Regions from separate parts of the Sus scrofa genome. Here all the other regions are linked to region 2. The links are chromatin contacts, called in public HiChIP or PLAC-seq maps. All regions are on one chromosome and are shown on one strand. The core of a region is the stretch at or near the end of the contact, and the rest is flanking DNA. Distances in the headings are between cores, read along the strand shown.

The links. HiChIP or PLAC-seq counts read pairs in DNA pulled down with a chosen protein or histone mark.
Region 1: a contact with region 2 is called in an H3K27ac HiChIP or PLAC-seq map of alveolar macrophages. The contact joins two enhancer-like sites. A contact is called at or near these places in 2 of 47 Hi-C or Micro-C datasets (alveolar macrophages and embryonic fibroblasts) and 1 of 2 datasets of contacts at active chromatin or transcription factors (alveolar macrophages).
Region 3: a contact with region 2 is called in an H3K27ac HiChIP or PLAC-seq map of alveolar macrophages. The contact joins two enhancer-like sites. A contact is called at or near these places in 1 of 47 Hi-C or Micro-C datasets (blood) and 2 of 2 datasets of contacts at active chromatin or transcription factors (alveolar macrophages and skeletal muscle).

The regions. Positions count from the first base shown.
Region 1 is chr13:202,374,493-202,377,367 of Sscrofa11.1, forward strand. No RefSeq gene overlaps it. Among named protein-coding and RNA genes, the nearest start is that of ETS2, 88 kb to the right of the region's middle. Within about 2 kb of position 1,364, at least 33 of the 83 cell types and tissues checked have an H3K27ac peak or open chromatin away from gene starts, as enhancers often do. A contact at or near this core is called in alveolar macrophages, where this site is marked.
Region 2 is chr13:202,544,301-202,547,258 of Sscrofa11.1, forward strand. No RefSeq gene overlaps it. Among named protein-coding and RNA genes, the nearest start is that of ETS2, 81 kb to the left of the region's middle. Within about 2 kb of position 1,446, at least 13 of the 83 cell types and tissues checked have an H3K27ac peak or open chromatin away from gene starts, as enhancers often do. A contact at or near this core is called in alveolar macrophages, where this site is marked.
Region 3 is chr13:202,710,676-202,713,658 of Sscrofa11.1, forward strand. No RefSeq gene overlaps it. Among named protein-coding and RNA genes, the nearest start is that of PSMG1, 63 kb to the right of the region's middle. Within about 2 kb of position 1,461, at least 27 of the 83 cell types and tissues checked have an H3K27ac peak or open chromatin away from gene starts, as enhancers often do. A contact at or near this core is called in alveolar macrophages, where this site is marked.

The DNA of each region.
Region 1 (2,875 bases), core at 114-2,613, 170 kb before region 2:
AGGACACTATGTCAGGTTCTTAACCTCCTGAGCCACAATGGAAACTCCAATTAAGCATTTCTTACTCTGTATTTTTAATATCTTTTAATTTTTTTAATTTCCCCAATACATTTTTTTTTCTACTGTATAGCATGGTGACTGAGTTACACATACATGTACACATTCTATTTTCTCACATTATCAGGCTCCATCCTAAGTGACTAGACATAGTTCCCAGGGCTACACAGCAGGATCTCATTGCTCATCCATTCCAAAGGCAACAGTCTGCATCAATTAACCCCAAGCTCCCCAACCACCCCCCTCCCTCCCCCTTCCCCTTGGCAACCACAAGTCTATTCTCCAAGTCCATGATTTTCTTTGCTGTGCTTAATACCTTTTAAAATACTAATTTGTGGAGTTCCTGTTGTGGCTCGGCCGAAACAAATCTGACTAACATCCATGAGGATGCAGGTTCAATCCCTGGCTTTGCTCAGTGGGTTGGGGATCCTGTGTTACCATGGGCTGTGATGTAGGCTGCAGACACGGCTAAGATCTGATGTTGCTGTGGCTGTGGGCATAGGGCGGTGACTGCAGCTCAGATTTGACCCCTAGCCTGGGAATCTCCATGTGCCCATGGGTGTGCCCCTAAAAAAAGACCCTCCCCCAAATTAAAATACTAATTTGTAAATGATATAGGACAACTGTTCTAATAAGTTTATGTACATTATAAAATGTAAATGTTGAAGTATGAGATTAAAAAAAAGTATAAATAGAATTCCTAAATTTCCTTTTAGCAGCCCAGGGGGTCAGCTCACAAAGCATGTGCACACACACACAAACACACATGCCATCCGGTGTACACACTTTTTAAAACCTTCCAATCCAGTTCATTCTGGAACCTGGGTCTGTAGAATCAGCACTGTGACCTGGCCACCAAGGAGCTGGGATGCCAGGAGCCACGGGAAGGGTGAACTATTTCCCTTTATACCTACCCTGCCGTAGACACAATCTATGAGACTATGGGTGAGAAAAGAGTATTGCCTGCATGATTGTGTTACTGCATTTTTAAGACACCAAAGCATATTGTATCCTGCCCACAAATTGCTTTATAAATGATGCAATTTATATGATTTTTAGTTGACGGTATAGGTTCTTATTTCAGTATCTCTAAACCCAAACTATTGCAAGAGGAATGTATAGAGGAAAACTGCCTTCATTAGTAAGCGAGAATATCCATCACAGTCACTTTACAGAAAATGGGTAAGGACAGATATTGGACAAAAACTAGAAATGCCACATTAGCCCTTTTCAAAGCTGATCCTCAGCCACGGGCAGAGGTCGTTCCCCTTTAGGCCAGACGGTGGCGCGCGAGGCAAATGGTGCTTCTAAACTGGCATCCTGAAGGTGCGGACTTGAGATGGTGAGAAACGTCTCGATGGGGCGAAAGGGAGAAGCATCTGGAAGCCATGCTGGGTGAGCCTCCGCTGCTGCGAAGACAGGACTCTGCAAAAAGGAGAATAAAAGGGCCCACGTTGAGTGGGCGCTTCAGAGGGAGACCTGGCAATTGGATACAAGGAGACGCCAGAGCAGCCAGGACCTAGCCCAGCGGCTGGGGCAGCGGCGGGAAAAGAAACCGCTTGCATGAAAACGACTGCCCCTTGGCGGCAGGAATGCCAGGCCCTGACTTGGGAGTAAGAGGCTTGGCTTGCTTCTGGCCCAGCGTGCGGCCTGGGGCCCGCTGTGCAGTAAAAGCCAGGAACAAAAGCCGGAGAGAGCGTCATTAGAATTCAGTATTTTAGCATTAACCCCCATTTCTGCCTTTCAAGTGTAATGAGAGGCCTTTTCAAATGAATGTGTGTGCCTTTCATATGCAAATGAACTCAAGGGGATAATTTTTCCTGTGACTTATTACCTTACATAATTATGATTGTCTTTTGCAAGTAAAAAAAATCTGTCTTTCTGATCACTGTTGAAATACAGTTAATTCTCGTCTCTATTTAAATAAACCTGAAAAAAGAGCCACATAGGCAGAAGCGCTTTTAAAAAAAAAAATTTTGGCCACCCCGTGGCATATGAAGTTACTGGGCCAGGGATCAGATCCCAGCCGTAGTTGTGATCTATGCAGCTGGCGAATGTTCAATTTAAGGAAGGAAGTGCTCCTAAAAGCTAGGATTGTACATTTAGCTTAAGTCTGCATATTTTTCAAGAAAAGACTTCTAAAATGGAATGTTGCCCAAACCTGGAATTTTCTCAATAAACAAAGCATTTTCTGCATCCCTGCCCTTTATAAGAATAAACTAAACTATCCGGAGATGTGTACATTTGGATTCCTTTCCAATTTCTGAATAACCTCTAATTGATGTCATAATTATAAAAACTTCTTTCAATTCTTAGAAAACCTAGGGAAGGGCAAAGAGGCCTGTGGCTCACAGTGATGCAATAAGCAAGAATAATGATAAAAAAAAAAAAAAAAAAAGAATGAAAAAAAAGGCCAGCATCCTCCAGGGCAATAACCACTCTTGAGGAGGCTGAGCCACGATACAAATTGAGCGGAATAGCCCGCACCTCTTCCAGAAACTCGCAAGTTCAAGACAGATTTTGCAGTCAGAAAAGAGAGCCAGATCCTCTATCATTTCCTAATTTTCTATTTCACTTTGTCCCTTGTTCCTTAAAAATTTTCTCTAACTTCTTTTTCCAACCCACAGGGGCCCTCCATTCCAGGAGGAGCTGGGTTCTGTAAGAAGGAAAAACCAAGACCTTTTTTCCAGGAAACACCCTTGGAATGTCTGTGCCCTTGGATTCTCCTCCCAAACTCAACTCTCCTGTGGCCCCCCAAGGGTGCATCCAGATGTGGGGTTGTTATCTATTGTTGTGCAGTTTGGAGAAGGAGGCAGAG
Region 2 (2,958 bases), core at 196-2,695:
CCACAGGAGATCCCCTCCCAACAACGTACCCACTTTGTGGTCCTGGAAGGCAGGGGTGGTTGGAGTCTTGCACAGAAATAAACAAGCAGACCCCAGAGCATGCTAGGAAAAGACTGCTCTGGTGCTCCAGGGATGGGGTTGGGAAGCCGAGGGCCGTCCCTTGCTCTGGAATGGAGAACAGCCAGCCGGAGCTTGACCTGAACTTTTGCAAACTCTGTTGATTGTAAAAAACCAGAAGACAGGAGGCCGGCAGGGGCAGCCCAGGCGAAGCTTCAAGTGAGAGCCTCCAGATCTCCTTCTGCAGATAAACACAGGGCTGTGAAGAACAGAAAGCAAAGCAATGTGCTCAGGAGGGCTGGGGGTGGTTTTAGATGGGTGGTGAAGCTACAGCCAAGCTGAGACCTCAGAGAGCAAAAACAGGAGGAAAGCTTCGGGTGAGGGTGAAGCATCTGTGCAAAGGCCCTGAGTCCGGAAGTATGCATGACGAGCTGAGGGAGGGCGGCATGTGCCGGGGGCAGAGTTTACAGATGTGGGCAGCACCCCCAGAGTATCCTAGGAGAAGAGGTGGCAGAAATCTCCGCCACTCTGTACACCAACGCCAAACAGACACGCAGGGACAGAGTTGGAGGAAACCGAAAAAGTAGCTTTAACTGCCAGGCAAAGAGGGGGCACAGCAGGCGAGTGCCTCAAGGACTGTGCCCCCCCACACCTTGGAGGGGGCAGTGAGGAGTCTGATAGTGTTTGGGAGCAGGGCGTGGTCAGCTCATGGACTCTTTCCTGATTGGCTGGTGGTGAGGTCATTGGGCGTCCACGTCATCAACCTTCTGGTTCCAGTGGGTCTGGGGTCTAGGTGCTTGTGGGCAGCACACAGTTAACTTCTTCCACCTGGTGGGTGCTTCAGCACCTGCCAGATAGCCCCAAGGACACAGCTCAGAATATTATCTATGGTCCTTGAAGAAGAACCAAAGGTCCTTGACTTTGTTGAATGGCTAAGTTATTATTGCTGTTTCTTTTTTCTCTGTTTTTGTTGTTGTTGTTGTTGTTGTTGTTTTTTGTTGTTGTTTTTTTGGGTTTTTTTTTTTTTTTGCTTCTCTGATTAAATTGGTTCTGTGACTAAAGTTTTTTATAAAAAGGCAGGTGGAGGACATGAGTGGGGCTCCACTCTGGGGAGGCCTCGCGGGGTCCTGCTCGGTAACAAGGAGGAGGGCGAAGACGCCACCTGTTCTCTGAGGTCCCTCTGTTGTCACCTGCAGCCCCAAGCCACCCAGGGGGCCAGTGGAGGAGATGTCTGATTCAACAGCCAAAGAACTGGCCTCCTGTCCCCCTTACCACGGCTGAGGGGGACACTTACCTTCTCTGCTGGTCCCTCCTCCACCTTAAACATTCCAAGCCATTATCCACACACTGCCCACAGCTTATCGTAGTCTCAACAAAGAGGGCAAAGCCAGGACACTGGCCACGCCCTCCACCCTTCCTGTTTTTCTCTGCGGTTTATTCACATCAGTCCTTCTCACGGGAGACCCTGGCCATGTTTGGAGACATTTTTGGTTGGCACAAGTGGAGCAGGTGCCCCTGGCATCAAATGCTAAGGGAAGAGATGCTGCCAACACCCCACAGTGTACATGGCGCCCCCTAACCACAGAGAATGAGCCCATCCAAAATGTGGGTGGGTGGGTAAGAAGGAAGCCCATTTTGGGAGTTTACTAGGCAGGATTTTGTGCCAGGAAAAAAAAAAAAAAAAACCCTGGAGTTCCCCCGTGGTGCAGCGGTTAAGGATCTGGCGCTGTCACTTGTCACTGCAGTAGCTTGGGTTCAATCCCTGGCCCCCTGAAATTTTTGTGTGCCGCCTGCATGGCCAAAAAAAAAAAAAAAAAAAAGACCGATAAAAAAGCTGGCTCAGCTCCTTCCAAAATTAAATACCTCCCTCCTTTTGTCACACTCCGGTAAACAAATGAGTTTCTATTTCAGTCTGTGGGGTGGGTTTTCCGAATGTTTGACGGGTGCCTCGTGGACAGCGAAGTGCGGTTTGCTGAGCATCAGAAGGAGAAGTCCCGGAGTGGGCCAGGGCCATAGACATGGGCAGGCAGAGACCCCTGGGCTGGGGGCTGCTCAGAGCGTCCAGCAGCTGGGACACACCCCGCTAGGTCCTCCCCGTGAAAAGGACCTGGATGCAGGGCTTCAAGCTGGCAGAACTTCCTGGCACCACGGATTTCCACTTCTGGGCTCTTCTGCCTTTTATACACGGGCCCAAATTGTAAGCAGGGGTGTGTCTGAAAGCATCTTTATGTGGATATAGATAACGGCAATATCATTCCAGACCACTGTGCTATGGGCTGAACCGTGTCCCCCTCAGCTTCAGATGCTGAAGTCTTAACCCTTGGTAACTCAGAAGCTGACTGCATTTGGAGATGGGATCTTGACAAGAGATAATGAAGATAAAAGGGAGTCACATGGGCCTTAATCCAATAGGACTGGTCCCTAATATGGGGACACAAACGCACTCAGAGGGATGACCGTGGGAGGACCGGGGGTGGGGAGTGGGGGTGGGTAGGGGGAGACACCATCTACAAGCCAAGGAGAGAGGCCTCGGGAGGAACCACCGCCAGCACCTCGATCTAGACTTGCAGCCTCCGGAATTACAAGACAACAACCTTCTGCTGTTTAAGCCCCGGGTGTACAGTACTTTGTTTCGGCAGCCCGGGCTGGCTAATGCAGCAGAAATTCTTCCATGCAGGCTGCCACCCAGAGCCTCCATCTCCTTTGTGGACCCTGGCTGAGAAGCAGTTGGGTCTCTGATCACCATCAGGCAGGAGGGCCTCATTACAGAGAAGTCATTTAGCTTGGGGTATTAGTTTCTACTTGCTGCTGTAACAAACTACCGCTAACTTGGAAATTTAAAACAATGCAATATAGGCTCTGGCAAGTCTAGAGGCCAGAAATCCCCAACCCGTTTCCCTG
Region 3 (2,983 bases), core at 211-2,710, 170 kb after region 2:
TTCAACCTATACCGCAGCTTGTGGCAATGCCAAATCCTTTATCCTACTGCGTGAGGTCAGGGATCAAATACACATACTCGTGAATACCACTCGGATTCTTAACCCACCAAGCCACAGCGGGAACTCACATAACCGAATCACTTTGCTGCACACTTGAAACGAACACAATATTGAAAACCAACTATATGCCAATTAAAATTTTTTAAATGGATGTGCTTCCTTAGCTCACTTGATAACAAGTGCCAGCCATGAGTCTAACATACCCATCCAACATTTCAAAGGGGTGAAGAGTGAATACAATTTCTATTTTTTTTTTTTTTTTGGTCTTTGTTGTCTTTTTAGGGCCATACCCAAGGCATATGGAGGTTCTCAGGCTAGGGGTCTAATCGGAACTACAACTGCTGACCTACGCCACAGCAACGTGAGATCTGAGCCGCATCTGCGACCTACACCAGAGTTCACGGGCAATGCCGGATCCTCAACCCACTGAGCAAGGCCAGAGATTGAACCTGCAACCTCATGGTTCCTAGTCGGATTCATTTCTGCTGCGCCACGACAGGAATTCTCTACTTTCTACATTTCTGAAGCAATTGTAATGCGGTGAGAAGTTCCCTGGGGTTTCTGTCCAGACAACATGGCAGGAACTCCTGCCACCACTGCTGCTGAGTGCTGGCCCCACAATGGATGTGTGGAGATGCCAAATTTGGTCCAAGGCTGGAGGTACTGAAAATGGGGAAGCCATCTGTCCCATGCAAGTCCAGGACCCTTGAATTCCATGTGTGGTTGAGAAAGCACACCTGGGAGGAGGGCGAGGGGCCCGCAGGTGCTTCCCGGCCGCCTCTTCCGCCTTCCCAGCATCCTCGTCTCCCACTGGGCAGGACGCTCATGCCCACATGGTCCCCTCCTAAGCCCTACCTGTAACCGGGAGACCCTGACGGTGACTGGGCAGTGGCCCGTGCAGACAGCATCTTTCGCAAAGATACCCACTGCATCCCCACAACCAACTCCAACCTTCAGCGAGGTGGGGCCGCTGACGGGAGCAGCTACTACCCAAAGCACCTGCCACTGTGACCACAGAGGAAGTAGCCCCCTCTCCTGGTGACCCTGAGAAAACTGGGGAGTCATCAAGGGAGGAAGAAACTGCCAAAGAGTGACCTCTCCTGGCCCCTCCCGTCCTCCTCACTCCGTATGTAGAAACTGGCCACTTAGCTCCACTGAGGAACTCCTGGCTCCCCAGGCGAAGGGGGCCCTTGGCAGGTGAGGAGCCCCATGCAAAGGGCGACCCTTTTTGCAAGGAGCTGAGAGCAAGAGAGATTGCTGGTTGCCTGTCATCTTATTAACTGAAAAAGCTAAGCCCCGAGATCATTCGAAGGCACAAACACAGCACACGGCCCCTTACAGGACTCTCCTCGGCTTTTTCTTAACATCCGTGGCCCTTGGGCAGTTCTCCAGCCATGGGCGGTGGCTCTTGGATGGAGAAGCAGTCTGGCAGGGGGTCATCTCCAAGCACAAAGACCGAGGCAATTCCTGCGTCCACGGAGCCGGGGGACGCGTCATTTCCTCATCCCATTCTTAAAAAGCCTTCTCAGAATCCACACTGAGGACCGTTCTTATTTTAGACGCCTGGTTGACTGGAGGCCCAAGTCATATTTCTATAAGCAGGTTGCGGGTTATTTTTTTTCTTGAATGGAATTGTTTTGCTTGTTTGTTTCACTTCCTCTTTGGGGAAACCAAGGAACACGAGTTCCCCTTTTCCTGGTATTCAAAGTACGTCAGTCCAGTCTGAGCAAATGCAGAGGGAAGCAGAGGAGTTTCATTGTTTGACAAATGCATCCGCTACGAGGCTTTTGTTTTCTTTTCTTTTTTGCCTTTTTTGCTTTTTTTTCTTTGTTTGTTTGCTTTTTAGGGCCGCACCCGTGGTCCCCAGGCTAGGGGTCTAATTGGACCTATGGCTGCTGGTCTATGCCACAGCCACAGCAACACCAGATCTGAGCCACGTCTGTGACCTACACCACAGCTAACGGTAACATCAGATCCTTAATCCACGGAGCGAGGCCAGGGATCGAACCCGCAACCTCATGGTTCCTAGTGGGATTCGTTTCCGCTGCGCCATGACAGGAGCTCCTATTTTATTTTCCCAAGTGCCCTCAGAATGTGGGTGGGTCTCCAAAGAGCCATCTGGCCCTGGTAAGGTGTGGCTTCAAGGGCAGGATGGGGGTGCAGGGGCATGTCTGCCCGCTGAGCCCCATGGCCTGACAGCGGCCAAGTTTTAGTAAAGGAGTGGGATCGATAGACACGCTGCTCAGCGGCGGCCCCGTGTTTTCTCCGCCCCTCCGGGATTTTGAACTTGCTGAAAGTTTCAGGTGTGTGAAGAGGACAACTTCTGATCTACTCAGGTCTGACGTCTCAACCGCATTTCCAAAGAGAGTAGCAAAGACACATTTACCTTAAATATGCCTCGTCCTCCAGGGCGCATGGCAACCTGCTTTCTTCCGCAGCCCAGGACGGAGAAACAGAAGCCCTGGGAGGTGGGCACACGGGCCCAGCCTGAGGGCAGAGAGACCACAAGGCCACAGAGAGCCTTAGCCGGTGAGATCCCTAAGCTCCAGTGTCACACAGCCTCCGAGGGACTGGATGTGCCTTGTCCCCCAGAACCTCCAAAGGAACCTCCGAGGGGGTTCTCTGGGGGCCAGCCACCTGCTTTTTCAAGAACGAGGCCAAGTTCTAATCCTCCTTCCCCAGGTCCTCATGAGCTTAAATAATTGCATTTTTTTGTCTTTTTTTTTTTTGGTCTTTTCTAGGGCCACACCCACAGCATATGGAGGTTCCCAGGCTAGGGGTCCAATCGGAGCCGTAGCCACCGGCCTACGCCAGAGCCACAGCAACGCAGGATCTGACCCACATCTGTGACCTACACCACAACTCATGGCAATGCAGGATCCTTAATCCACTGAGTGAGGCCAGGGATCGAACCCGCAACCTC